Regions from separate parts of the Mus musculus genome. Here all the other regions are linked to region 2. Evidence: chromatin contacts called from public HiChIP or PLAC-seq, capture Hi-C and promoter capture Hi-C data. All regions are on one chromosome and are shown on one strand. The core of a region is the stretch at or near the end of the contact, and the rest is flanking DNA. Distances in the headings are between cores, read along the strand shown.

The links. Promoter capture Hi-C pulls out the DNA fragments that hold promoters and counts their contacts. HiChIP or PLAC-seq counts read pairs in DNA pulled down with a chosen protein or histone mark. Capture Hi-C pulls out chosen DNA fragments and counts their contacts.
Region 1: a contact with region 2 is called in a capture Hi-C map of embryonic stem cells, with 3 times the contacts expected there. The contact joins two enhancer-like sites.
Region 3: an H3K27ac HiChIP or PLAC-seq map of embryonic stem cells shows a contact between it and region 2, with 4 times the contacts expected there. The contact joins two enhancer-like sites. A contact is called at or near these places in 5 of 39 promoter capture datasets (the 3T3-L1 cell line, the C10 cell line, embryonic stem cells and 1 more), 3 of 484 Hi-C or Micro-C datasets (the N1E-115 cell line and embryonic stem cells), 1 of 115 datasets of contacts at active chromatin or transcription factors (embryonic stem cells) and 2 of 9 other capture datasets (embryonic stem cells and liver).
Region 4: a promoter capture Hi-C map of embryonic stem cells shows a contact between it and region 2, with 6 times the contacts expected there. The contact joins the promoter of Tbccd1 here to the enhancer-like site in region 2. A contact is called at or near these places in 9 of 39 promoter capture datasets (the 3T3-L1 cell line, the C10 cell line, cranial neural crest and 4 more), 1 of 484 Hi-C or Micro-C datasets (cortical neurons), 17 of 115 datasets of contacts at active chromatin or transcription factors (the NIH/3T3 cell line, bone marrow-derived macrophages, cardiomyocytes and 11 more) and 1 of 9 other capture datasets (adipose tissue).

The regions. Positions count from the first base shown.
Region 1 is chr16:23,018,605-23,026,077 of GRCm38.p6, reverse strand. Kng2 (kininogen 2) reads left to right here. Exons shown (of 11, transcript NM_001102409.1): 3 at 1,157-1,238. Among named protein-coding and RNA genes, the nearest start is that of Kng2, 6.8 kb to the left of the region's middle. Within about 2 kb of position 5,382, at least 16 of the 459 cell types and tissues checked have an H3K27ac peak or open chromatin away from gene starts, as enhancers often do. A contact at or near this core is called in embryonic stem cells, where this site is marked.
Region 2 is chr16:22,307,179-22,314,618 of GRCm38.p6, reverse strand. No RefSeq gene overlaps it. Among named protein-coding and RNA genes, the nearest start is that of Tra2b, 45 kb to the right of the region's middle. Within about 2 kb of position 1,733, at least 8 of the 459 cell types and tissues checked have an H3K27ac peak or open chromatin away from gene starts, as enhancers often do. A contact at or near this core is called in embryonic stem cells, where this site is marked.
Region 3 is chr16:22,937,385-22,944,221 of GRCm38.p6, reverse strand. Fetub (fetuin beta) reads right to left here. Exons shown (of 8, transcript NM_021564.2): 7 at 6,265-6,375; 8 at 4,454-4,946. The coding sequence ends at 4,587. Among named protein-coding and RNA genes, the nearest start is that of Hrg, 10 kb to the left of the region's middle. Within about 2 kb of position 2,206, at least 8 of the 459 cell types and tissues checked have an H3K27ac peak or open chromatin away from gene starts, as enhancers often do. A contact at or near this core is called in embryonic stem cells, where this site is marked.
Region 4 is chr16:22,855,392-22,862,141 of GRCm38.p6, reverse strand. Tbccd1 (TBCC domain containing 1) reads left to right here and starts at 4,473. Exons shown (of 8, transcript NM_001081368.2): 1 at 4,473-4,797. It overlaps Dnajb11 (DnaJ heat shock protein family (Hsp40) member B11), which reads right to left and starts at 4,297. Exons shown (of 10, transcript NM_001190804.1): 1 at 4,033-4,297. The coding sequence starts at 4,100.

The DNA of each region.
Region 1 (7,473 bases), core at 4,133-6,632, 710 kb before region 2:
TTGCACTGGTGAGAGGGGAGTCTCTGCCTGAGAAGCAAGCCAGTCTTCTCACAGGCTAGGATTCCCCTCTTAGCCAGGATGTCAACATCCTTTATGTGTTTAAGCCCTGTGCTCATTCACAGTTGTAACAGCTCCATGGTCCAGATTAGGAGACCAGGACTGCCACTCCGGCTCTGCCCTCAGAGAGCTTGTGTGTCAGCTGCTGTGCCCTGCAGTCCCTCAGAGCTACCAGAAGACAGCAGGGTGGTCTCGACCTTCACACAACAGCTGTTGATACTCAGGACAGTGGGCAAAAGTGAAGGCCAAGTCAACCCTATTTGACAGTGTTCACCACTGAGAGTGGACAGCCTCTGTATAAGCACCGACAGTGTGCTGCTCTGTCAGGCACTTCCTGTGTGTTGGCACACTGACTCTCCACAGCAACCTGTCAAGTACCTGTGGTGCTGTTTCCACACGGTGGGTAAACTGAGGCAGTGAGAGACACCCGGGCAGCAGGAACAACTCACAGCCAGCAGTGTGGAAGTGGGAGGTTCTAAGAGGTTAAGCTGAAGTTTATGTAAAGAGCAGACACCCACTGAAACTGAGGGGGAAATCAAATTCGAAGCTCCTCCTGTTGGTCCTGAGGCACGGCATCCAGCTGGGTGACAGAGAAGCAGCCACAGAGCTCCACATCAGGGCTCAAGTTTAGAGACCTTACTCTGCCTCTCCCGGACCCGTGAAGATCAGTGGTCTGTGGAAACAATCACTAGGTCACATTAATATTCATTCTCACGTCTCACAAGTGGTTAATGGGCTGGAAAGATTGCTGAGTGGTTAAGAGCGCTTGCTGCTCTGGAGAAGTCTAGTTGGTAAGTACCCAGCTGGATACTTAGAACCCTCTGTAACTCTAGTTCCATTGCTTCTGTCACTGTCTTCTGGGCTCTGCAGGCACCAGGCACACATGCAGTGTACAGACACCCAGACACACACAGAAACAGCACTCACATGCTAATACACAAGTAAATGAACACGTAAATCTAAAACAAAACAAAACAAAATCTCTATTAGAGAAAAACCTTACTTCTCTTTTTTAAAAGCCACATTTAGTAACAGCACTAGCTAGGTGTCTCCATGAGAAAGAAAGAATAGAACAAATGCCCTCTTTCTTTTCTTGTAGGCCACTGGAGAATGCACAGCAACTATGGGGAAGAAAGAAAATAAGTTTTTCATAGTCACCCAGACCTGCAAGATTACTCCAGGTGGGTGGTACGTCTGGGGACCTGGCCTGTTGGTGACAGTGTGTGGGAGCCTGGGGGTTGTGGAATGTTGATGTTAATCATTCCTATGAATCTAGAACACAACCCAGACTAGCTGGCTTCATCCTCCTAGAAGGTGGCAGTGGCATCTGCAGTGTTGGGATTGTGGCAGATGTTGGGCAGAGTAGCACTGCACCAAGTTTTTGGATTGGTCTAGGCTGTGTCAATCATCCTCTGAGACCTATCCTAACTCCCGTGCTTTTAGGGGCGGGTTGAGGCAGGGGTTCGGGGCTGACGAAGGATGAGGTACCACGAATCTGACTCCATTCCTACAGAGCATCCTACAGGAAGCAGAGTGTCGGCTTTGAGGTGTGTGCTGGTCTGGAATCATTCCTTCTTTGTTGTAGAAGTTATTTAATCCTGCCCCAGGGTTTCTACCTCACTTTAGGTTGTTTAGTTCCTGGATAAAAGACACAGTCAACCTTCATGTTTGCAATAAGCCTTAAACAGTACAAATGCCAGGCAGCCGCCTACCCTCTATTCTGCTAGAATCTAATTTCCTATAAATAATGTCAAATTATTAATTACTATGTTTCATCTGGATTGCTCTTAACCCCAATTGGCCAGCCCACAGAGCCATGTTTTTGATGCTCACCCACGCCATGGTGGCTTCTCCTTCTTCACCTTCCTTTCCTTAGAGGTCCCTGTCTGACCCCCTGCCTAGGAAACCTAAGCCCTACTTATGTTTCCTCTATGAAGCTGTTAGCTGTTGGCATCTTTATTTATCAATCAGAAATAACTTGCAGCCATGGTGTATGTGCTCTGGGACAGTCAGGTCCTGAGGGCTTGCACTTAGCATTACAACAAAAACCAAAAGACCAAACCTTAACACTTCTTTTTTGTTTGTTTCATTTCTTGTTTGTTTGTTCTTGGTTACGCTTTTTTTTTTTTTTAAAGGACTATTGTTTCTTGGTGTAACAATAGTCCTGACTGTCTTAGAGCTGGCTTTCTAGACCAGGATGGTCTAGAGGTCCACCTCCCTCTGTTTCCTCAGTGCGGGGACTAAAGTTGTACACCTCCAAATCCAGCTTCATTTTAAATTTTTATCATCTTCCTTTTCCTTCACTCGGAAGGCCATGATAGAACTGCACCCTTGACAGGATGGGATGCTAGGAAATGAGGTGATAAATCTAAACATGCAATGTGCTGACACTCACTGAGCACTTATGATCTGGGGACTTTACATACATTAACTCCTCCAACTACTATAGGTCAGTCAGTGTGGTGTTATAGCCTCATTTTTCAAAAGAGGAAACTGAGTTTGAACAGTGAAGTAACTTACCTAAGGTTATACAGATACTCTGTAGGAGAGTGATTAAAGAAGGTCCTTAGTTAAAAAAGAAAAAAAAAACCCTCCTTTAAGCATAAAAATAAGGGTTGGAGAGATGATGGCTCAGTGGTTAAGAACACTGACTGCTTTTCCAGAGCTCCTGAGTTCAACTCCCAGCAACCACATGGTAGCTCACAACCATCTGTAATGAGATCTGATGCCCTCTTCTGGTGTGTCTGAAGACAGCGACAGTTGTACTTGTATAAATGAAATAAATAAACAAATCTTTAAAAAAGAATAAAAATAAAAAGCAACTTATGAACAGATATAGCCATTATTATCATTTTGTATAGTGTTGTAAAGGTGCCAAAGTTTGTAGAGGGATGAGTTTGTTTGGGTGATGCCAATCATGAAAACCTTCTTGGAGCTGGCCTCTACAAGGTGAAGACAGAGGGAGGGAGAAAGAAAGGGAGGAAGGGAAAGAGAGAGAGAGAATGGGAGAGAGAGAGAGAGAGAGAGAGAGAGAGAGAGAGAGAGAGAGAGAGAGAGAGAGAGAGAGAGAGAGAATATGAATATGCCCCGGACCAGCATCTTTGACTTTGATATGGTTACTCACCATAGGGGCATGTTTTCCAAACACTGGCCTAAGTTGTCCATATAGAACCTGCAAAGGCTCTGAACTTCAGCTCTTGAAGTAAGGAGTTGCATTTAAAGAAATCACCCCAAAGCAGAGAAGAGATCATCAGCTCCCATCAGCAATGAAAAGTTCTATTCCTATTTGAAAACCATCTGTATAGAAATATGCAGAATGGAAGGCACTCAGTTACCCAGGAGAGGAACATCACACTTCTTACTCTTCCGTCCCTCAAACCTGCTCTCTTCTACTCTGTTCTGTCTTGAATGAGAGCTGGCTGGTGTGTGTGTGTGTGTGTGTGTGGGGGGGGGGTAAATCCACCCTGCTCATCTCCACAGCTCCTGTGGCTTTCACCTCATTTGATCTGTGAGTTGCCCAACATTCCCTTCAAATTCTCTACAGTTGTAAAACTGCCCAGTTCCCTGATCCAACTTCTTCCGCAAGAAGAGAAGGGAAAACAGTTTCTGACAGCAGTAGAGATGCCTTACACCACACAGTCCTGAGGAGAGCTGTGTTGAGCAGCAAGCAATGTAGGGGGTTGAATATCAGCAGAATAGCCCAAGACTTAGTCTACTGACTAGATCACACCTATTGTGTTGTCAGCTTTTGGCTACTGCAAAAAATTACCTCAATTGGTTCCAGGGGCCAGCCCCCACAGGGTCTTCTTTCTCATTGGTTGTTTTTGAGGCAGTGGAGGGGAAAGTATGTCTTACAAGATATTTACGGTTGATGTATAATAATAAAAATTTATTTATCTAAGTTTAAGTTACTTTGCTAGTCTAGCTGACTTTCCTCCTGTGTTTCTCTGAGACCAGAAACTACAGTCTCTCACACTTATCACCTCATCTTAAAATAGTAGGAGATTAAGCCATGGATTAATTGCTTGAGCCTTTCCTTTTTGTCCAGATGCCTCTTGCTTGTCACATTAGGGGGAAGTTTGAAGCAATAAACTTTTATTGACACTAGGACAAGAGAATCATGCTCACACTCACAGAAGGAAAACTTTTACATAAGCAAATATGCATAAATTCACATATATATAGATTCATGGATGTGCATTTATACATTCCCATTCAAATCAGTTGGGGCCTGCTTGCATGCATTTTCACAATTACATCTATACTTACATATGTATATGGAACAAAAGCCCAAGTGTAAGTGTAGAAAGATCTCAGTCATTCTGGATGAAAAATGAACCCCAATCTTTATTGCATAGAGAAAGAAAAAAGCTTCTAACCTTTTAATGCTAAATGAATTAAACCCAAGTTTGTAAGAAGAAAGCTTTGTCCCTTTAATAAGACTAAGCCTGCTTTGTTATTAAGAGAAGATCTATTCTGTCCCACGGAAGAGGAAGTCTGCCTGATTCTGCTGCTCTCTGCAGCTTCTTTTTTCTTCTTTCCCTCTGCATTCTACATATTGGTCTCTTAGTTTTTTGTGTTATCTCTAGTTTCTACGTTATTCCATACCAGGGACCGGGCTCAGTGGGCCCTCCTCGATCCGTGTGAATCAGAGTCTTGGACAAATGGGCATAGAGTTGGTGAGTGACAAACAGAAGCGACATGAGAGAGTGTGGAGAATCTGAGTGTATTTTCACAAAGTGAACACCAGTCTTATATAATACCGAAAACAAAGGGGTAGGATGTCACAGCAGACAAAGTACATTGAAGTTACTTGGCACAAAACAAAGGAATGACTTCAAAAGGACTTACAGGAACCAGGTAATATTTACAGTAAAGTTAAAACAGCCCTGCCTAGGGTCAGCTAATGACAGGTAAGGATTTCACACCCTAGTCACAATTTGTGCTACTCCTTTGAGCCTTGTGAAAGCTAGCACCAGGGGGTTTTGCTCTAGCAGACCTTCTCATGAATAATGCAATACCACAAACCCCTATTTCCTAGGCCTTGATAAATTCTTGCATGAGTGAAACTTGGCTGTTCTTATAAGTATCTGTGGGGAATCTCCATTTGTCAGAAGAATTCACCAACTTGCTTCTAATAAACAATGTAGCCTGCTATACCAGGCTGTAGTGAAGATTCCTGTCTCAGTGGGATTCCCTAACTCTTTCATGGTAAACCCATCTATTAGCTAGGCCATTGTGTATTCCCTTGTTTGGGTAAGACTGGCTACGGTCCTAAATAATCACTCTGCAGACTAGCTCTGAGCTATTCTAGCTCCCTTCTTTGTAATGCCTAATTAGTTTCACCTTCTCTACTAGAAGAAGTAAATTTGAATGTTACTGAATAGGTAACCTTCTCACTGAATCCCTACTGAATTCCAAGCTAGTAGGCTTCAAGGATTTTCTAGGATGTTGGAACACTGGTGGAGGTTCACCTATGTTAAAATTCAATCTTTAAAGACACTTATAATAAAACAATACTGAAAGAGAGCACGTGGATCCATACACCAGACTAACTCAGGGATAGGGTATGAGTATACAGGTTATGAGAATGCCAAGGTTCCAGGAGGTTGAGTTTCCTTGAATCTCTGCCTCGTGAGTGCTTCCAGGCCTCTCAGCCTGCCAAGCAGACTTCACTGGAGTGGACATAGCAATTCCACTCTGCATTCTCCTTTTAAGCTTGCTCTCTCCTCCTGTCCTGGTGTCACAATAATACTCTTACTCTCAATGCCTTTTCTCCCAATACTATGCGTATACTTCTTCTTGAATTCAGTTCTGTCTAAAAAATTCTCCTCAGCTCAGTTTTGACTCTTCTCTTTTTCCTCAGCACTTATTCATCTTTCAGAATACATGATCACATGCTAAAAAGCTTACCACAATTTCACACATAAATTCAAATCATAAACTGAAATAGAAGTTTGCAATTGAGAATGTTTACATGCATATCCAGTAGGAGTAATTATCTTGCTAAAAATCAATAACCTGTCACAGCTCTCCAGGTTCATTGAAAGTTAAAAGTCATAACTAAGTTATTAGTTAAGTTTTGTATTGATAAACCCAGTCAATATTTTATCTTCTGTCCAAGCACTTATAATAAATTGTTACTTCCTTTTTAATGACCTTTGTTACAACCTCTTAAAATGTGCTCTGAGTAGTAGAAGCAATTAACTGGTGACACAATGGGAGACTGGCAGAATTCTCATTGCAGTTTTGACTATCAGAAGGGAACCTAATAGCAGTCCCACTATAAAAGAGCTTAATAAATACTGATATAATTTTAAGAATTCTATAGGATCATCATAAAAAGTTGAAAAGTCATCTATTAGTCTATATAGTATCATAACAAGACAGTATAACTTCAAAGTCTGTCGAAATCTGTTCAAAGGGGAGGGGGTGCTAATACCTAGAGATTGTCATATCTATTTAATAATAACAGGAAAAGCATATTAATAGCAAGAATCTTTGCTAAAATGATTTTCCCCTGGGCCTACTAGAGTTCCATCATAGATGTTAATCTAAGGTGGTCATCTCAGGAAGATCATCTACTAGTTATTAGCTTGATCTATAATGGCTCTTGACAAATTGGATTTTGTGGCACATTTAAGATCCAACTACATCCAAATATGATAGTGCACACCTGTAATTCCCACACTGGGGGATATGATATCCTAGGGTATATGAGGCCTTGTCTCAAAAGGAAAGAGGGGAGGAGGGAGGGAGAGAGAGACAGAGGTGGGAGGAGAGGTCCAAGGACAGTAGGCACCCAGGAAGTGTGTTCCAAGAGGTAAGGATCCTGAGGTGGCATCTCTGCTGACCATACCACTCACTCTGCAGCCATCCTCTATCAGACAGGGCTCTCACCTTGGTAATTTAATATAAATACCTATAAAAATATTTGACATCGTTTTATTGCAAACCATTGAGTGGGTTCCTCATCCCACATTAGCATATTCTTCTCTACTGAGAGCCTATGGGAACCCTAAAATCCTGTGTAAATCCTGGGATATTTGCATTTTCCTGGGGAGAGGTTACAGCTTTCATGAGATTTACCAAAGAACTTGTGAGCTTTGGGTGTAGACAGTGATTCTAAACAGAGTCAGTATCTCCTGCCTGGAGCACCGTCTTCTCTCTCTGACAGTCCCTAAATCAAACTGGCCCTCTCTGTGTCACACTGGACACTCTGGCAAACTGAATAGATGCCATCTCCCATACTATGGTTCCTTTCCCATCCTGATTTCTCAGTGCCATCTGCCCCTTCTCTTTGCCTCCACCCCTCTCACATGTCTTATTGATGCTTCTTGCCACCTTCTTCCTTCTAGCTCAGCATGCTCATCTTTTCCATAGATGTCCCCCTCACCACATTCTGGCCTCCTGTCT
Region 2 (7,440 bases), core at 484-2,983:
CTCCCAGCACCTAAGAGGCAGAGGCGGGCGGGTCTCTGAGTTCAAGGCCAGCCTGGTCTAGAGTTCCAGGACAGCCAGGGATAGACAGAGAAACCTTGAAACCCTGTAGGGGTGGGGATGGCAGGGGATGGACATATATACAAAAAAGAGGAGGAGGAAGAGGAGGAGGAGGAGGAGGAGGAGGAGGAGGAGGAGGAGGAGGAGGAGGAGGAGGAGTGTTGTACCCATGAACCTGTGGTTTTCTGCTCAAAGCTTGAGTGAAGTCAAGCCAGTGAACATTCTAGCATGGAGTGAAAATAAGCTCACACCCCTAACTGAGAAGTTATTAAGGATAGACGGCTTCTGGGGAGGGAGTTGGTTTTCCTTGAATTCCGTGGAAGGCACCACATCCAGGAGTGAGTACATGAGCAACACAGCTTGAAGTCAACAGATCACTAAAAGTAAAATGGATCGGAAGTTAGGGGGCAGGAGTAGAGTATGAATATAATCAAATAATTGTATGAAAGTTTCAAAGAATTAAAATTTGTTTACAGTGAGAAAACAGGCTGGGTGTGGTGGCTTGAGAATTTGGTCACAGCACAGGAGGAAGCAGGTTAGTTACAAGTTCAAGGCCACCTGAGTCCACAGAGCAGATTTTAGGTCAGCTATGGCTACATAGTGAGACACTATCTCAAAGGGACAGGAAGAGGAGGAGGAGGAGCAGGAGAAGGAAGAGAAGCCAAAACAACCAGAAAACAGAACAAGGTGCCCTGTGAGAGATTCGGCCTTGAGTTGACCCTTGTTGAATTTTAGGAGCTGCTATCGAGGAAAGTGGGGAATGCTGGGTACGTGGAGGAAGTGCTATTAGCCAGGACAGGAAGTCAGGAACTACCAATTTCTCCAACCGGAAGGTGGTGAGCCTGCTAGTCAGAGAACCATAGAGCTGAGACGATGGGCTAAGGGTTTCACAGAACAGTCTTTTCCCTTGTGTTTTGTTGTTTGTTTGGGTGGGTGGTGGGTTTTTGTTGTTTTTTTCTTAAGCAGACTACACATAACTTGCAGCCCTCCTGCCTCCTGCCTCAACCTCCCCAACTGTAACTAAAGCCACATGTCCTTGAGCCCAACAAACATCCCCTTTACCACACATTTGTTCAAGTGTCAGTCCCGTTTGATGGAAGGGTAAAGGGATGGTATGTATATGAGATGTCCTGAGCAGCTGGGCTTCCAGAGCTGTTGATCACAGCCAGGGAAGGCAAGCTGAACTCCAACTTCAAACAAAGAAATCTCTCCTCCCCTCCCCCCAGCATAGCTGATGCTGGCCTCAAAATCATTGTATAGCCAAGGATAACCTTGGGCAATCATGCACTCTAACATGGGCATGCACTCTAGCATGGGCAATCATGCACTCTAACAACTGAGCTGCATTCCCAGCTCCCAAATGTCTATTTCTTGCCAAAAGAAGGCCCAGAAAGACTACACTGTCTACCCTGTCCCCCATCAGCCCCTGGATAAGATCCAAGCACACTGGAGTCCAGGCTAGCCAAAAGCATGAGAGCCACTTTTGGAGAGAGACAGCAGAAAAGCTCCGATTTTCCTGTTAAATCCCCCCATTGGCCTCAGAAATGTTAAAAATAAACTTTCACCTGCATCTGATTTCCTTTTGTTATCTCGGCCATTGTTGAACAAAGAGGTAACTGGGGCCTCTCTGGGCAGCTCATAGAGGTCACCTCTGAGCCCAGATGGGAGGGACACAGAGGATCAGCAGGAGTGTCATTAGAAATCAAAAACTCTTTAGAACTTCCAGGTTCCTGAGCTTGAACCCAGGCCCTGCAGCTTGAGCCAGCTCTGCCAGCCCTATCCGGCTCTCAGGTTTCCTCCTATGCCGTTTGCTATAGAATGGGATCCTTGGATTCTTTCCTCTGTTAGGTTTGCAACTTAGACCCCCAATCTACAGAGGGGTGATTTAAATAGGAAGAGAAAGCACAGCGTAGGCACTGAGGAACTAGTCCCTCACACTGGAAGCAGTAGATTGCCATGGACAGGATTTGGGCTAGAGAGTTGAACAGTCAGGCTCACTCAGGATAGTTACTTTCAACCTTGTGACATTATGCAAATTACTTGACCTTTCTGATCCCTTTTTCCTCTTTGTAAAACAGGCACAACGTGAATTGCCCTTAGTTGTATGGAAATTCATTTCTGGTTCAAATAAAGTTCAAAGTAGGTATTTCTAATCTGTGGGATTTTTTTATATTTTAATGTTTACCATTTTCAATTGTGTGCGTGTGCACAAACACCTTAGTGCAAGTGCCTCCCGAGGAGGTCCAAAGCATCCGAAGTTCTGGGCTCTGGAGTCACGGGTAGACTAAGCTGCTCAGTGCAGGTGCTGGGAATTAACTGGGTTCCTTGGGAAGAACAGCACACATTCTTAACTAATAGACCGTCATGTTAGCCCCTTAAAGAGATATGCTTGTTTATTTATTTAATTTATTTATCTCTTGAGTTGGGGCTGTTCTTCGACATGAAGTTTCTGTAGCTGGGGCCACCATTCCCTAAATGTAGTTTTCTGTGAGCATCAGTACATGGTGAGGATGAAGTAGCATTGCAACAGAGCTAAGAGCTGTGCACAAGCCTAGAAGCATCCTGCATCACTTCTGGGGTTTTTTTTTGTTTGTTTGTTTGTTTTGGTTCAGTTTTGGCTTTTTGAGACAGGGTTTCTCTATGTAGCCCTGAGTGTCCTGGAACTCACTCTGTAGACCAGGCTGGCCTCGAACTCAGAGCCCCCGCCTGCCTCTGCCTCCCAAGTGCTGGGATTAAAGATGTGCACTGCCCTCGCCCGGCTCCTGCATCACTTCTGATCGTAACTGGAGCATCTGTAAGTCGGCTACACAGCTGCAGTTCACTGCAGAATGTACTAGGAAATGAGGCCCAGCTGCGTGCCAGGAAGAGCAGGCATCGTCTCCCCAGTCTTTGCCACACACATTAATGAAGAAAAAGAAGAGGCTGACCTAACTGCAGACAACAGATGTGTAGCTGTTGGGTGACTCCTTCCATCCCATCAGGGCCAAGCGCTTGACCCTTGTAATGACACAGACAGGAGCTACAGCTGCGCAGCCCCTGCAGCCCCACAGTCACAGGCCCACACTTCCCTATTGCCAAAGAGCAGGATCTGTCACCCTGCTCTGACTCCTTCCCCTGATCAGGACATTTCCCACATGATACCTACAGTGTCAGGTCACGAAGTCCCTACTCTGCCACCAAATCAACCTGCTCAAGGAGGCAAGCCCTAATGTCAGGAAGCCACCATCTTAGGAGTTGCCAGTGTTAGGGTGCTGTTCACACCCAGGCACCTGGGGCATCATCCCCACCTCCTCCCTTTTGTCCTGCATCCTTCATGGGGCTCTGTGGCTCTTAAGAGACTCTGTGCTCTGAGCTCATGACACCCTTTGTCTACCCTGAAGGCTTGTCCTCCTGACTCCTGTGTAGGCTGTGCTGGATTGAGGCCTTGCAATAAGCTGTTCTTTTTCTACTTCCCCGAGTTCCACACCACAGACAGACGGACAGACGGACATAACATCTAGTTTAGTGTCAGACCCAGAGAAGGTTCCAAGGTTACAAGTCTGTAAACTGATCATGGAGGTGATTGAGAGCATAGAAACAAGAGACCTGAAGGAGTTATGCCCCACATAACTCCTTTGACTCTATCCCCACCCCAAAAAAAGCCCTGAAAAAAAAAATCTACCTGGACCGAGGTTCTGGAAACTTTGTCTCATCTAGACCTGCCCTGCCATCTAGTGGCAAGCACCTGGAAGGTGGGAAGGATTAGACACAGGAGTTAAGGCAATGGGAAGGTCAAGATTGGTAGGCAGGTAGGGGGTCACAGGTCAGGGCACATCAAGACTCAGGGTGGTGTGGTCCATGAAGGAGCCTGGGGAAGATTGGTCCAGTTTCTCCATTGCTTCCTTCTACAAGTACCACATAAAGGGTTTGTCATCCTCACTGAGTAGCTCTGTGGCCTGTGGCCTTGAACTCACTACATAGACTAGGCTAGCCTGGAACTCACAGAGTGCAACTCTGAGTGCTGAGATTAAAGGAACCACCACACCTGGCCATCTTCAAATGTCTTCGATTAGTGTGTGAAGTTCTTTTCCCTTCCTGCTGTATGAGATAGATGTGCCTAAAGTGGGTGTCTCACCCCCTCTGTCAAGCTCAGTTGAACATTCTAAAAGTACTCCTGCTTTCCTACAGCAGTGGGAATTGGCCAGTGACTGCCCCTGCCTTGTCCCAGACAGGAAGAGCCACTCAGCAACCCGCTGACCTGAGAGTTAGTTAAGGGACAGCAGTTCCTTAACCCTGCCTGGACCACCCAGATGAGGAATGAATCACCTATTCCTAGCTTGGTTTTGGTCCCCTCACCACCACCACCACTTTGGGGCAATGCATCTAGGCTCAGTTCCTGTGTGGAGTCCTTTAAAAGGCACCAAGGAAGACAACAAGCCTCAGTGTGATTTCCCAAGAGCTGAAATCTGTCGTCAGAATGCCTGTTTGTCATCTTGAAGGCCTTCTAGAATCAGATCCCAAGCCACGATCTCCTTCCCCGAAGCACTACCACGCCTGTTCTTGCTCAGCCACTCCCTGAAGTGCGTGTAACTTGCCTCAGAGAGGTTGGGGTTCCCTGCCTTTGCAGAAGTAGACCACCCCTCGCCCTTAAAGTTTGAGTTGCTCGTTTTTATCAACCCAACCATCCAAACCTTTATTTCTCTCCTCCTTTTTTTGTGACCTTTGGAGACAGAGTCTCATGTATCTTAGGTCGCCTCAGACTTGCAGTGTAGCCACTAACTACCTTGACCTTCTGATCGTCCCGCCTCTATCTCCTGAGTGTGGGGATTACAGGGTGCATCACTGCCTTAGATAGGGTTCCATTGGGCTACCTATCTGGGGTGAGTAGAAGTGGGTATTGTATCTCCCTAGGAAAAGTTTTGTCATACAACACCTGCTGTCTCAGCACTTGGGAGGTGGAGGCACAGGAAATTCCAGATCAGTCCGGGATATGCGAGATCCTGTCTCACAAGAACAAAACAAACACAAGTCACTCAGCGCCAGGAGAACAGCAAATAAGACAATTAAGTGTGGGATGGGAAGCACTAGCCCACGTGCGATGCGCAGGGACTATGAGCTCTTCTTTCCTCATCTCCCCCTGTCCGTGCCAGGCCTCAGCCCCAGCTCCCTGTCCCCAGCCTTAGGAGATGTTCCAGGTTTCACTAGGAGCCAAATGGTTAGATGGCTTCTTCAGCTTGGCTTGTCATAAATGTGACCAAGACCTGAGAGGGCACCATATCAGCCTGGGCCAATGGACCACTTAAGTAAGAAATGCACAGGAGAGAGATATCCACAAATGCACCCCAACACCAATGCTACAACATGGGTTGCAGAATTTAGATGCAGGGCAGCTGATAATCGAATGACGATATAGTGGATGGGCTAATAAATGGATAAGAGCAAATGCTCAATCTTGAGGCAAAACTCAAGAGGTTCTTAATGTTTTGGTATGGTTCTTGGCTTTTTGAGGCAGGCCTCAGGCTGTAGCCTGGTCTCACCTAGAACCTAGTATGTAGTCCAGATTGGTCTTACACTCTAGGCAGTCTACCTGCTTCAACCTCAGGGTGCTGGGATTGCAGGTATGTGCCCCTATGCTTGGCTGAATTTCATAACTAATGCATATGCTTGTCCACTCAATAAAACATTCTTCAGAAAGTTCTATAGAAAGATTTTTTTAAACTTCATAAAATACAAGTTTGATTTGGCTCAGTTTTAAAGGTTAAAAGGCCAGTGCATAACGTAGGTCTTTTAGGCCAAACTATATGTGGATACATGGTCCTCAAGTTGTTTTTAAAATTTGTGCCCTTAGCTGGCCAGTGGTGGCACCTGCCTCTACTCCCAGCACCAAGGCAGAGGCGAGCAGATCCCTGTGAATTCCAGGCCAGCCAACACTGCACAGGGGAACCCTGTCTTGAAAAGACCAAACCAAACTGAGCAAACCAAACACTTGTGCCCTTTAGTATCTATGCCTACCCCAAGGACTATGTTCTCGCGAGCCATTTGTTTGAATGTATTACTCTGGTGTACGCTTTGTGCATACGAGGGTGATCATTTTAAACAAAATACTAAAGGTGACAAAACTTCTAAATGCTCTACATCCATCCTGTCACTGGTGAGACAAGAGGGGGAGATTGTCCATGGGAGCCACAAAGGCTTTTCTGCCTCAGGTGTGTACGGCCCAGAACTAAGGTGGCAACAAAAATCAGTGGCCACCAAAGCCACACCAAGCCAGGAGCTTCCATGTCCTGTCTCTCAAACCTGAAGAATAAACATTTCAGAAAATAGAAGGGTGAATGTGGAGAGTTTTATTCTAGGATTCTATGTAGGAGTTTATGAGAAGGAGAGAGGGAGAGGGAGAGGGAGAGGGAGAGAGACAGAGAGAGAGAGAGAGAGAGAGAGAGAGAGAGAGAGAGAGAGAGAGAGAGAGAGAGAGAGAGAGAGAGAGAGAGATGCCCATTGAGCTGCTAGTCTAGGGCTTTCTACAGGACAAAAACTAGGCAAGCATTGAGATATGGCTGGTCAGTCCAGCTGACCTTCCTGCAAGGTGTCCAGGTGCCTCTCACTCGTGGTCAAATCTTCACTCACAGTTTCTCGGTGCTCATTTCGGCTGTATCAAAGGCAGGAAAGATAAGGCCAAAGCAGATGAAGAGCCAGAGCTCCCTCCTGACATTCTTGTCCTCTAACTACGACAAAACCAAGGGCAGGTCAGGCTTCTAGTCAAAAGTAATTATCAGGGACTGAGAAATGGCTCAGCAGGCAAAGGCTCTGCCCATCTGAGTTTGATCCCTGGGCCCACAGAAAGGACCAGCTCCACAGAGTTGCCCTCTGACCTCCACATGCTCTGTGGCAAGTATGCCCATGCCCACACTAATATTAATTTAAAAAAAAATAATTAGAGCCGCTGGCTTTCAGGGCCCCTGACCTAAGACTTCGTGGCTAGTTTCTACTTCCTGTTCTCATCACTAGGGCAAAACTCTGCCCAGTATCTTCAACCATCTTCTCAAGTTATGATGGTTTGGAAATTTTTATGATGGCATAAATATATACAACTCAAAACTTGCCATTTCAACTGTACAATTCATTGGCAATTACTACATTCACAGTACTATGTATCTGTGGCCCCTGCTATCCACTTTAATAGAAACTCTGTAACAGTTAGGCAATGACTCATTTCCTCCCTGCCCCATCTTGTGTCTACCTTTTCCACCTCAGGAAAGTTGCCCATCCAGATAGTTCTCCTAACTGGAATCATGCAATATTTATCTTGTTGTGTCTGGCATATTTCAATTAGCTCAACGCTTTTCAAGCTCAGCATGTTGGAGTATACACCAGTATTTCATCCCTTCCTAAGGCTAAATAATATTT
Region 3 (6,837 bases), core at 957-3,456, 630 kb before region 2:
AGCTCCCGATTCGGCGTGCACCCAAGAATCGCGAATAGAACACAACACCTTGATGTAACAACAAGAGGTTTTTTAATGGCGGAGCTCCGGGTCGAAACGTATCTCACACAACAGGAGACAGTGGATTCGACCACGAGGCTTGGAAGCTAGGGGTTTTTATAGAAAAGGAGTGGGCTGGGGAAGGAATTGGCGCGGTTTCACATGATTGGTCCATTTAAACATCAGCAGCCTGTAACATTTAACTTAGGTCAGAGGGGTGGGAGCTAGGGAGGCGATGGGCTTGCCCGGGCATGTCCTGGTCTGTTCTGCTGTGTTCTCAGCCCCAGGTTTTAAAGCTCACAAACAACTCTTTGGGCTATTTAACATACATTACATGAATTACAGTTTTATTTCCTTTCAGTATCTTGCTGAGGAGGACTCACATGGTGTTTTGCTAAGGCAAGACCCTCATGAGGACACATGATGTTTGGAGAGAGTATAAATAGTACTCAGTGAACAATGATGGGGCACTTACATAGCTAGCCTTGCAATGCTTGGTTGGTCTTGCATCTTTGCTTAGTTGAGGGAGGCATAGTAGAGAACTTCTGGCACCCCAGTAAGTTCTGGTCACTCCCAATGATTCATGCCCATTCTGTGAAGGCCTAGCTGTTTCTGCTGGATCATGCCACTGCTGCTAATTTGTGTCTGGTATCCTGACACTAATGAACTGGACTACTGGTATCCTGACAACTGAAAGAGCTACTGAGAGAACGCCTGCAAGAACTACTTCTAAACAGGTCTACATCCCTTGTTCTATTTACCATCTTTTCTCCCCTACATTTAGATGGTGGGCTAGAAGGGGGTTTGGAGCATTTGAAAACCCTTATTAAAGTAGGTTTTGAAAATTCTAAGCCTACAGGGATTAGCAAATGCCAGCTTCTGTACTGGTTGGTTTACTATTGGACTCAAAGAGCCAATGTCTAGAGAAGATTGGACTGAGGGAGGAAAAAGGCAGCATATTTATGGAGTTGATCAGTCTCAGGTTCTCTATTCTATTACCAAGGTTGTCCTTTCCAGGCAGGATCTGATCCATAGTTCAGCTCATACTGGGCTTGGGTAGTACCACCTCTCTTCCTACCTGCCTTTGTGGCCTGGGATACTAAAGGTCTCCTATTACGGCTATTCTCCAGGTATTGCAACATCTTTTGTCCTTCTCTTCTCTGGTCTAAAGTGTTTATTGCAGGCCATTACCTATACATTTTTGGTTGGATTGATTTGCCATTCTGCTTTTTAGTCAGATCCTGAGTGATCGTGTGTGTGTGTGTGTGTGTGTGTGTGTGTGTTTCTAACAGAGGAAATTGGTCTCATGATTTTTTTTTAAATATAGAAAAGGGAAGACTACAATTGAATGTCATGATGGACCCTTCAGTCTCTTTGATGTTTGTTCTAAGAGTTTGTATAACAATGGAGAGTGGTGTTGAAAGACCCACAACGTGAGGACTCCCCCACGTTCAGACTCAGGAGAGGCGACACCCCAAAATCACCCACAAGAAACGGGTCTTGCTGCAAATTGCAAGAGGATTTTTATTCAAGAGAGCTCTCGGGCCCATGGTCATACACCACGCAGGGGTAGAGGACCGTGGCGCCCCGAGTAGCTGGGTAAGGGGGTATTTAAAGGAAGAAACCACAACTTAAGGAAGTGGGGAGGGTGTTGTTGGAAGATACCAAAGATACTAGTTAAGAGTCACAAGGAAGTGTAAAGTTACAAGAGTCACAAGGAATACCTGGTAATTGTTAACTCTCAAGACAGCTTCTAAGAGCCCCTAACAATAGCACATTTGCATTGCAGGTTCTGGGTGACTTTCTTTGAATGAGCACTCTTTGAACCCAGGAAGTGGGTGGATGGAGGAATGTCACTATTTGTTTTATGATTAGCATACCTTTACAAAGGCCACATTCCCAAGCCTGGGCCTAAAGGCCTAGAATTCTGTTTTTATGTTGTTATACTTTCAGTGTATCTTCTGTTTCCAATGGATGGCACAGGACAGACAGACAGACAGACAGACAGACAGACACACACACACACACACACACACACACACACACACACACACACACACACACAGAGCAGGGCTACTGTTAATACCCCTGTGATAGTTTGTATATGCTTAGCCCAGGTAGCTGTACTATTTGAAGGTGTGGCCTTGTTGGAATAGGTGTGTCACTATGGGCTTGGACTTTAAGACCCTTGTCTTAGCTTCCTAGAAGCCAGTCTTCTGCTAGCAGTGTTCAGATGAATATGTAGAACTCTCAGATCCTCCTGTGCCATGCCTGCCTGGATGCTGCCATGTTCCCACCTTGATGATACTGGGCTGAATCTCTGAATCTGTAAGCCAGCCCCAACTAAATGCTGTTTTTATAAGAGTTGCCTTGGTCATGGTGTCTGTTCACAGCAGTAAAACCCTACCTAACTAAGACAACCCAAGACTTTCAAGGCACATAAAAAGAGGCTGAGGGCTGGAAATAGTACAGGCATTCCAGGCTAGGCCTTTAAGGGGAGGCTGGTTGACAAAGAGTTCAAAGTAATTAGTTTAGGAGAAATGTGAAGAAAATTTCAGAGGCTGGAGAGATAGCTTAACAGTTAAGAATAGGTATGGCTTCCATAGACTCATGTATTTGAATGCTTGGCCCATTGGTGTGGCACTGTTAGGAGGTGTGGCCTTGTTGGAGGAAGTGTGTCACTGTGGAGGTAGGCTTTGAAGTCATATATCTGTTCACACTCTGCCCAGTGTGGAATATAGGACAGTCTCCTAATGCATTCAGATCAAGATGTAGAACTCTCGGCTTCTCCAGCACCAAGTCTGCCTGCACAATGTCATGCTTTCCCCCTATGATGATAATAGACTAAACTTCTAAAACTGTGAGCCAGCCCCAGTTAACTCTTTCCCTTTATGAGAGTTGCCTTGGTCATGATGTCTCTTCAAAACAATGAAACATTAACTAAGACAAGCCCTGTCTGCTCTTCCCAGAGGATCCAGGTTCCAGGTTTAATTCCCAGCACCCACATGCCAGCTCACACCTGTCTGTAACTCCAGTTCAAGGGCTTGTGATACCCTCATACATGTAGGCAAAATACCAATGAACACAAAATAAAAATAAATTATATATAATTATATATAATATCATATAGAGACAGTAATTCAATGAACTAGGAGACAAAGCAATAAGTATTTATGTTATCAAACATGGAGGAGTTGAGCTGGTACTCAGCAGCTTCACCTTACTGAATAGGATTCGTGGTGTTGGAAGGTGCTCTGCACACAGTAATAACCAATCTCTCATAGCTTCAAATGCTGTGATCTAAAATAGCAACTTGCCTGCAACATATACTCATTGGTGCAATAGTGGTACAGATGTTGTGAGAGCAACCACTCACTTCTCAGGTGAAGCTAAGCCCTGCTCCATGAGATGGAACCCATATCCAACATGCTAATGGACCCAGGGGAAAACCTACTACTATTATTCTGCTAAATGAACATAAGAATAAAATGACTCCAAATGACATGTTGCTAATACCCATAGATCAGAGTATTGCTCAGCCTTCAGCAGAGAAGCTTACTCTTCTGAAATAGGTGGTAATTAATGCAGAGACCCACAAACTAGACCATGTGTGGAGAGTAATACAGATTGTAAGAGCCAGAGTCTGGGACATCACACACAAGACCTGCATAAACCCAAACCAGATGAACTTCCAGCATGGAGAAGGGGAGTGGATGCCACTAACTAGAATGCTATTTGCAATTAATGACAACTCCTAGGAGAGGGGAAATCAGTTTTCTTCAGTGGAGTGACACTGTGCATATTGGCCACACTCCAGGACAGGCCTCGTGCTCAGGAGTAATTAGCCAACAACAAAAAAATGGACTCCATGGATTTGCTTGTTTTTGTTTCCTTTGTGCCTTTGGGAGGAGGTTTGGTGTTGTGTGTGTATGTGCCCCCCCCCCTTCTTTTAAGAGAGAGAAAGAACATGAAGTTGGGAGGAGATCGAGAATAGAAGAAAATGATAAAAATATACTGTATAAATGTTTAAATAATTTTTAAAAAGAAAGCTGGAGGATATCTATAGCACCTCATCTAAGAAATTTTTGCCCTTTTACCATAAAAAAGACAAAAGTTACTAGAGACTGAAATCATAGTCACAAACTGTGGAAAGAGCATTTGTGACAACAGTAAGCCTCAGATTCCGGTAGACCCGTTAGGTTAAATATTCTAGTTACATTATAGCCCTTCTGGTTTATGTGTATTATGGCAGTGCTGCATAAGTAAAGATGTTAAAAGGATTAAAAAAGGGAACGAGAAATGAAAAGGTAGTTGGAGTCTGGGCAGTTTGTACAGGATGCTGCCCAGCATACAGAACCCAACCAGTGTGCTCCAGCATGGGCATTTAGTCTCATTTCCAGTTTCAGTCAACAGGTTGAAGCCAAGAAGCATCAAAAGGACACACTTTATTAGCCTGTCTACATTTCATTGTCTGTGTCCTTCCCAATCCCCACCACCTCCCATTTAGTGCTGGGGACCATAGCCCTATGAAACCCTGCTAGGGAGTCTCAGGGTGGGAGAACCAGAGGGTTGTTCTCCTTCTCGGGCCCTGGGCACTCGGCGGAGCGCTGTTCCTTTCCAGGGAAAGGCAGCACCACCAGCTTCTTGTCCCCAGGCTCCAGGTACAGGAAGGAGACATCTAGTGTGTCCCCCTGGGGATTGGTGGTTAGATCCAGCTGCACAGGAAAGGCTTCCTCAGGGCTCCCTCCCTTGGACTCCTCGGGCTTCTCATCATCCAGTTCGGGGAGGTGCTGGATGGATCCTCTTGGTGCAGTTACGGAGGGGGAGCTGGTAGGGGCCGTGTTTTTCTGAGGGAGTTTCTGAGGGCCCTGGGTAACAGCAGGGTTCTCATCTCCAGGGACCTGAGCCTGAAATAACAATGTTGTTAGATGCAGAAGTCTACAGGGAATGCCCTGCCATAACCCACACCAGGCAAAGCTGTTTTGTGACTGCATGTTTGTTACATGGTCTTAAGCTAGCCCAGGCTCAGATTCATCATTTCCAACCTCATCTCCTGAGTGCTGGGTTTCCAGGCCTGGGCTAACACACTTGTCTCTGCTTGGAGCATTTCTGAATGCTTAGAGAAGCCAGATACACCAGTGGTTCTCAACCTTCCTAATGCCATGACCCTTTGAGACAGTTCATGTTGTGGTGAAATTATTTTCATAACCTCGCTTTTCTTATGAATCATAACGTAAACATCTGTGTTTTCCAATGGTCTTAGGTGACCCCTGTGTTGCCACCTGCAGTTGAGAACCACTGAGCTCAGGAACAGGCCTCTTGACAGAAAGATCAACAACAAAACACGTAAGGGACAGCTAGAACTAAGACCTGCAGATGCTGGACATGAGGCCGTTCACTTCAGAGCAGTGGTTCAGAGGGGCCAAAGGATGTACTCAGGGTCCCCAGGGAGTTGCCTTTGCTCCCAGGAGTGGCAGCAGGTGGCCTCTTTTACTGTTTGTTTCATGCCACACCCAGTATAGTGCCCTGCATCCAAACCTTCTCACTGGTCTTAGATATCACAACAGGCAGATGATGAGGGTACCAAGTCCCAGACAGGTAAGGGGTGGCAGCAGAGCTTATAGGGACAGAGCAGGGAGGAAGCCCAGGCAGCCTGTCTGACTAGATCAGGCTACGTCTCAGGAAGAACTTAGTGTCTGTGGAGAGAGAATGAACATGTTCACGGAAGTGATTCTCTCTGAGGTGAGAGAGGCTTCTTGGAGACACTGGATTTAGCACCTTGAAGGCTTAGGCTATGCAAGTGTGTAGTTCACTGTGTTGTTCCTGAGTGTTCTTCCCTTATTCTGCACCTGCTGCCACTGGACCTAAAACAGTAGGGTACGCTCATCTCCTATATGTGTGGGTTTACAGAGCCTAAGTAAAGTGATTCTGAATCTTGGGGGAAGCCAGAAGAGGTTGGGAAATAGGCACCTAGAAACACATCACCTGATTTCATTGAAAAACACAGAGTGGGGGCGGTTAGAATGGTAGGGCTCAGCATGGAACATCATGCTCTTGCAAGCCCAGCGACCCGAGTTCAACTCCCCAGACCCCATGTAAAGGTGGAAGGAAAGAACAAACTACACCATGTTATCCTCTGACTCCACATGTGTGCCATGTTACATGTGCTCAATACGCTTACGTTGTGCAAAAACACAATAACATTGTTTTTAAAAAGATAAATACCTGAGATTCGAAGAACTCACAAGTCACAGTGACAGACTTTTCTACGGGTTGGATCAGAGGAACGTGCCTCAGAGAACTTTGGACCGTAGAACCTTGGCAAATACCAACGGGCTAAAAGAAGGAAAGGCATCATGTGGGCATTAAGTTACAGGTGAGCGCAGATGCAAGCCCCTCCCTTTCCGCTTACGTAAGGCATAGCTGTGCCATGGTTTTCTGCTCCTGCCTTGGAAAATGGCGGGCTCCCAGCCAGGTCCCTGTGAATTATCTAAAGACAATTGAGTGCAGCTCGATTCTAGCAATGGGAACTGAGGTTTTTAGGAAGGTTTCCCTGTGTCTACATACTGTCCACTGCCTGGCCCTAGGTCTGCCCTTGGCCAATTAGAAGCTTGGTGTTTTCTTCTCTACAGGAGCCCTTAATGTATTCTGAATGAGGGTTTGTCTTCTCTAGCAAAAACACTCTCAGTCCCTTAACCTTCTGTCTATTTGAAAATGAAATTGTAGGGGTTTTATTATAAATGTAATAAATTACTATTTAGAACTATACAAACAAAAGAAAGGACCATGACCTGTAAT
Region 4 (6,750 bases), core at 3,224-5,723, 540 kb before region 2:
TATATTAAAAAAATTATGTGTATGTGTTTGTGCCTGTTCGTCTACATGTGAAAGTTGTGAGCTGCCTGATGTGGGTCCTGGGAACTGAATGCAAGTCCTCTGTAAGAACGGCAAGTTCTCCCAACAGCTCAGTTATCTCCCAGGATGTATTACATTTTCCCCCTTTCCATTTAGGTCCAATTATATAAGCATGTAAGGATAAAGACAAAGGTGTATGTGACATGTGCACATATATAAAACAATGAACAAAAAAGGGATATACCGCAATTTACAGTCTTAGGCACTGAAATGATCACAATGGAACTATGATTTGGAGACAGTTCAACACTATGTGAAGAACTGGTGGCAGTCTTCTTTTAGAATTACCTTCAGCAGAGCAACTATTCCTATGCTTTATGGCTCCATGCTATTTCCAGCTAGCAACCAAACAATCCAATTGACTCCCTCTTTATTCCCTATAATGGCTCCAAATACTTTTTTAAAGAAAAATTTATTTTATTTTTAATTGTGAGCATATGTGTGTGCTTGTGTGCGGGTGTGAGTGCAAGTACCCTTGGTGTCAATTAAAGCTGGGTCCCCTGGATCTGTCAGGTGGCCGTGTAACCCAGTTACACGTGGGTGCTGGGGTCTTCCACTAAGAGCAGAAGTGCCCTTACCTGCTGAGCCATCTCTCCAACCTCACCCCAGTGACTTTTGACTCTAAGGGTCAAATAATTTCAAAAGATAGTTATCTTTATTCACAAAGATTATGTCACATAAATGTCCTAAACAGTAGCACTATTGGAACATTAAAAATGGACTGACCTAAGGAGTTAAAATAAAGATTAAGCAAACCCCAAATAATAACCCTGAAGGAAAAGTAGCATGCATCCGGATGTAAGGATTATGGTGTATCTTGCTGGAAGAGAAAAAATACATTTCATTCATTCACTGCTAGTAACTCCACTAATTTCCTGAGATCAAGTCTTTATGATAGACATCTTCTAAAGTCCACATGCAGGAACCTCTGTATCACTGAAGCTGAGAATATGCATATGATATAAACTGGAACATAAAATAGAGAATATTGCCAGGAGCTATGCTGGAATCAGCCATAAAAGGGTTCTTTCTCTGCAAGAAGTGTTAATAGAAAGCTAGAGTAAGACTATAAAAAGCATTCCAGGCAAGGGCCATATCCGGCTCATTGAAGAGGCCAGTGAACACCCTCCGAGAGGTGAACATAAGTATGCTCACAACACCTACTCTTTTTGCCAGAAGTTTAACCACTAGAATTTGAGTCTGAAACTAGAATAGAAACTGAAAACATTATCTCAACAATGGGGCTAAGGAAGTCATATAATAGTCACTGACATAGTTGGGGGTAATTTTAAAATGCATGGGGAAAATGCACTGGGGAACCAAGACATAAGACAGAATATTAAACAATACATTTTATGGTCTGGCATGTGGCTCAGAGTGCCTGCCTTAAATTCATTAAGTCCTAGATTCATGAATCCTAGCATTCAGCCTTATAAACTCCTAGTCATACTTCTGAAAAGTTATCTGGCTATTTTAATCATTCTGTTAGGTTTCTCGGTTAGTTTTCTTAGACAGGGCCTCATGTAGCTCAGACTGGCCTTGAACTCAGTATGTATCTGAAGTTTGTTTTGAACTGATCCTCCCGCCTCTACCTCTCAAATGCTGAATTTATAGGTATATAAAACCATATCCAGCTCAACTACATACATTTTTTTGTTGTTGTTGTTATTCTGTTTTTCAATACAGGGTTTTTCAGTAGCCCTGCCTGTCCTGGAATTTACTCTGTAGACCAGGCTGGCCTCAAACATAGAGATCTGCCTGCCTCTAGGGATGAACTTATTACTGTTGTTTTGTTAAATAGGCATGTTGTCAAACTACCTTGTAAATATTTAGGTTATATCCATAGACTACATATGAATATATATGGAAATATATGATATAATATAAATACAATCTATGATACAACATGTAAGTATGTTATATTAACACACACACAAATATATATACATGGTTATATGTTATATTCATGAATATAAGGTTAAATCCATGCCACTCTCCTTTTTGGACAGAGAGACCTCTTTCTTCAGGGGCAGTAGTTAATGCAACAGCATAACTGTTCAAAGCATGGAGAATAAGTGAGTGAGTATTGAGACATCAATCTTAAATGGAATGGTGTTTCAACCTTCCACCCCTCTCCCACACTCCCGAAGGTTCATGGGTAGAGGGTACAGAAAGAATGTAAACACAGAGGGTGGGAAGGAGTGTTGTCAAATTTTGTCTTCTGCAAATGGTATTCATGAATTCACTCAAGATATGGTTACCTGAACAAGACCTACCTGAGCAAGCCAATACAAATAGTCACCATGTGAGAAGGCAGCACTAACTAACCGGACTCAGAGAGGTACATGAAGTTAGGACGGGAACATATTGGGGTGTGCCCAGGGCAAGTATATGTGTGGGGGGAGCAAGGAGTTGTGGGTAGGTATATGTGTGTATATGAAACTGTCAGAGAATAATGAAAGATTTAAGAGTGAAAAGGTTAAATGATAGCTCAGAAAAATACAAGAAAGAAAAAGGGGGGGGGGGCTGATATAGTTGAGTGTCAGCATTATTTCCCCAGAGGCTGCTTTATGAGTGACTATAGTATTAACAATATTAGTATTTTCCAGGAATGGTCGTTCATGCCTGCAAGTCTAACACTTGGGAAGTGACGACTGAAGGATCAGGAGGGAGTTCAACGCTGCCTTCAGCTACATATTGAGTTGGAGACCAGCATACCTCAACTCCTACATGCAAAATCGTATGTTGATGTACCTTGGGTACTCCGTGGCTTAATCAAACAAGAACAAAACAATAAAGTGTATGTAAGAAATGTCAACTTTGAGAAATTTAAAGTATGTCACAAAGAAGAAATGATAAGATTAAAGCAAACAAAACAAAACAAAATAAAGAAAATAACTTTAAAAGCTATGCTAAGCAGTGAGTTTCCCATTATGAACAACCTATAAATTGTCAAAATCTGACATCTATGAGCTTTTGGTGTGTTTTTATTTTTGCAGTTATGTATATATTTGAAATAGCATGTGATATAGGCCAGGCAAATCTGGAACTCAGTCGATAGCTGAAAATGACCTTGAGTTCTGACCCACCTATTTTCATCAGCCCAAAGAAGGGATTGAGGGTGAAGGCATTCTAGAACACAAGTCCAACATACCATATCCTAAGTCACCACATCTATAGGGTCGTGCATGCATTTAAATGCTGGGAGAAACTTTAAGCCTGCTCTTTCTCCCTGAAAGTTGGCACAGTTATCCCTGATTTCAGGAACTTGACACAGTTCCTTCAAGCTTGTAGGATTCCTAAGAGTGGCATGAGACTAGAATCCCAGTTTTTATCGCCTGTTAGAGAACTGTTGTCACTCAGACCATCCAGCTCAGGAAGGAACCATGGTGAGAGGCAGCGAGGCAAGAAGACAGTTCAGGTTCGTTAGCCCAAGAAGGTGGGAAGTACAAGGTCTCTCTAAAGTGTCTTGCTGCTCTCTCAAGCCAACTTTCTTCAGTCTGAGCTTGGCTTCCTTTCTTGCTCTCCTCATTTGACATGGCATCATGGCCCACCCACTTTAGTGTCAGCCTTTTGGAGGCTTGTTGCAAACTGGGTAACCCACAGTCCCACTCTGGAACTCAGACGTCAAGGACGTATCTATAATCTCAACCCCAGCTTGACACTCGCTTCCTTCATTTCCATCAAGAGCCTCATCCCTCAGACGTCCGCCTCCCTTCTTCTGCTCACAGCCACTTAACTCCCTCCAATCCCCAAACGTGGTATTTGGCTCTGCAACCAACCCCCGCTCTTCCTGGGGGAAACCTGGCCCTGCACCGCCAGCCTGGCCCACACTACCCCCTTGTCCCTCGACCCGGCAGTGCCCCTCCCTCACTCCTCGATGTCACCCGCGTCCTTCTCAGCAAGGGCCGCCCCTCGGCCTCTTGCTGCACGCGCGGGAGCCCCCTTCCTCACCCGGCGATCACAGTCCCGATGAGGTACAGCAGCAACAGGCAGAAGGTGCTCAGGTTCTGCGGGGCCATGGCGTCCCCTGGTCCTACCCTCTCAGCCTCCGGTGCCGCTGCGTCGGCTGACCAGCCCTTCCGGCCCAGGGAGGCCGCCTCACGCCGGGGTCTCTCTCTTGCCCGGCCGCGGAGACAGGTAGCGCGCCCCTTCCTCAGCTGCCACCTTCCGGGAGCCCCAGAGCCGGCGAGCAGCCAGGCGTGGGCCAATCGCCGCCGGGGACATCACACGCGGCCGCCACTCCGCAGCCAATCAGCGCGGTACACTTCACCTCCGAGGCGGCGCGGGAAGCCAATCAGACAGCAGAACAGCCGTCGTGTCCGCCGGCCAATGGGAAGAGAAAACGTCAGAGGTTCGCGCCGCCCGGAAGCGGCTGAGAACCGGAGAGAGTTAGGAGCCGAGAAAGAGCGCGCTGCTGTAGGAAACCCGAATGTCCACCAATCGCGAGGCTCCTTCCCGATTCCGACCAATTGCTTGAGAGAGGTCTTACTACCAGTCTGGAAGCTACGCCATGTGCACACGTGACTTGCGAGCGCTCACCGAAGTGCAACCCCAGGAGGTGTCAAAGTACGTGGGGCGTCTTGCCTGGGGATAGGCTCTCCCAGTACTAACTTATTACAGTCTCGCTACCGTGGAAAAGAGGGACCTGGTACCTTGTAGAGACGCCGCCATAGAGACCGACTTAAGTTAAGATTCGGCTTCCAGCACTCCGTAGCGGTGAGGCAGCCCCATCTCCACCCCACTTTCGAACCTGTTTTCTACAGAACTAAGGCAAAGCGTTCTCTGGCAGTGTTGGGAATTAATTAAACTTTTTTTTTTCCTGCAAGTTTCCTAGCAGAATTGCACACAGCAAGCATGCAATCAATAAAAGGCACTAGAGCTTGTTCATCGGTTGCTCTTTTCTCCAGTTTTGTTTACCTCAGACAACTAGTTGTTTAGGACAGCTTCTCAGCTTAGCTTCCTGCATAACCTATTCAGATTTTTATCAGTGAACCGTAATGTGTGCTTGTCCACTATAGCTCCACCTCTGAGTCATAATTATCTCCTGCTTGCAAAGGTCTCATAACCGATCTCCCTGCCTCCAAACTTCATATCTTGATACACTATTTTAAAGTTCCTCTGCTCTCCACCCTATGATTGTGTGCACTCGGGAGCGCACTAGGGAACCTGGAGATCACAGATTAGACTAGGCTGGTGGACCCAGGAGCTCGAGAACCGTCTCTGTCTCTTGAGTGCTGGGAATCCAGGACGTTGTTGTTGCAGTTGCTACAATGGGCGGAATTCAAGACCCCCTGTTTGTATGGCAAGTAAGTGGCAAGCTTTATGGACTGAACTATCCCCAGCGCACTCCCGCTTTTTAAAAACTATGTCAAATCATCCTCTCCTGCTTAAAACCTTTAGTGGCTTTTCATTGCACTCAAAGTAAAAGGCCAAGTCTATGGTAACTTACAAAGCTGTCTAATTTAATGATATATATCCTCACCTATTAAATATCGTAGCATGTTCCAGAATAATCAACTCCCTTCCTTTTAAAAATGTTTCATTGTGTATAGTCATTGTATATGGTACTTTCTTGTATAGTCAAACTGTATAATGTATATATTTTTACCTTTTTCTCTCTGTGCTGTTATTCCTTTTGTTTCTCTAGGTGATTTGGCATTGCCATATACACATATGTGATTTTAAGTACCTATATAAAATCTAGGAGCCACACATTGAGATAAAACATGTATTTGTTTCTCTGAGACAAGATAGTCATCTAGACAAGATAGTTATCTCCAGTTATATCCATTTTCCTGTATACAACAAAATTGCATTCCTAAATTTTTGCTTGTGAGCCTAACCTTTAATGGTTAAGCCATCTTTTGTATCCTATAGCTGCATTTTCTATGGTTTGGAAGAAAACATTGTACATAAGCCACATTTTCTTTATTCTCTTGTTGAACTCCTAAGTCCATCCTGTAAGTTAGCTATTGTGAATAGTGCTGGAACAAACATTGATGTTTTGCCAAAACCTCAATGAGAAAGAAAAAGGTTTATTTTGATGTTCATGGGTGCTGTGATGGTTTGTATAGCCTTGGACCAGGGAGTGGCACCATCTGAAGGTGTGGCCTTGTTGGAATAGGTGTGACTTGGTTGGAATGGGTGTGTCATTGTGGGTGTGGGTATAAGATCCTCACTCTAGTTGCCTGGAAGTCAGTCTTCCACTAGCAGCCTTTGGATGAAGACGTAGAACTCTCAGCTCTGCCTGCACCATGCCTGCCTGGATACTGCCATGCTCCCACCTTGATGATAATGGACTGAACCTCTGAACCTGTAAGCCAGCCCCAATTAAATGTTGTTTTTATAAGACTTGCCTTGGTCATGGTGTCTGTTCACAGCAGTAAAACCCTGACTAAGACAGGTGCTTTGCCTACATGTAACCTAGTGAGTGCATGCCTTTTTGCTCAAAAAGGCCAGAAGAGGATGGAGAATCCCTTGGAATTGAAGTTGATGAGTTAGTGTGTGTTCTATAGTTCCTCTCGAGGAGGTTTCTAGTTTTAGTCTATTGATGACAGATTACATAATGAGATTATTTCATTTTTCCTGTGTTTGTTAAGGCTTGCTTTGTGTGTTGTTATGTGCTGCATCTTACATGTTCTATGAGATATTGAGAAGACTGGGGGTGTT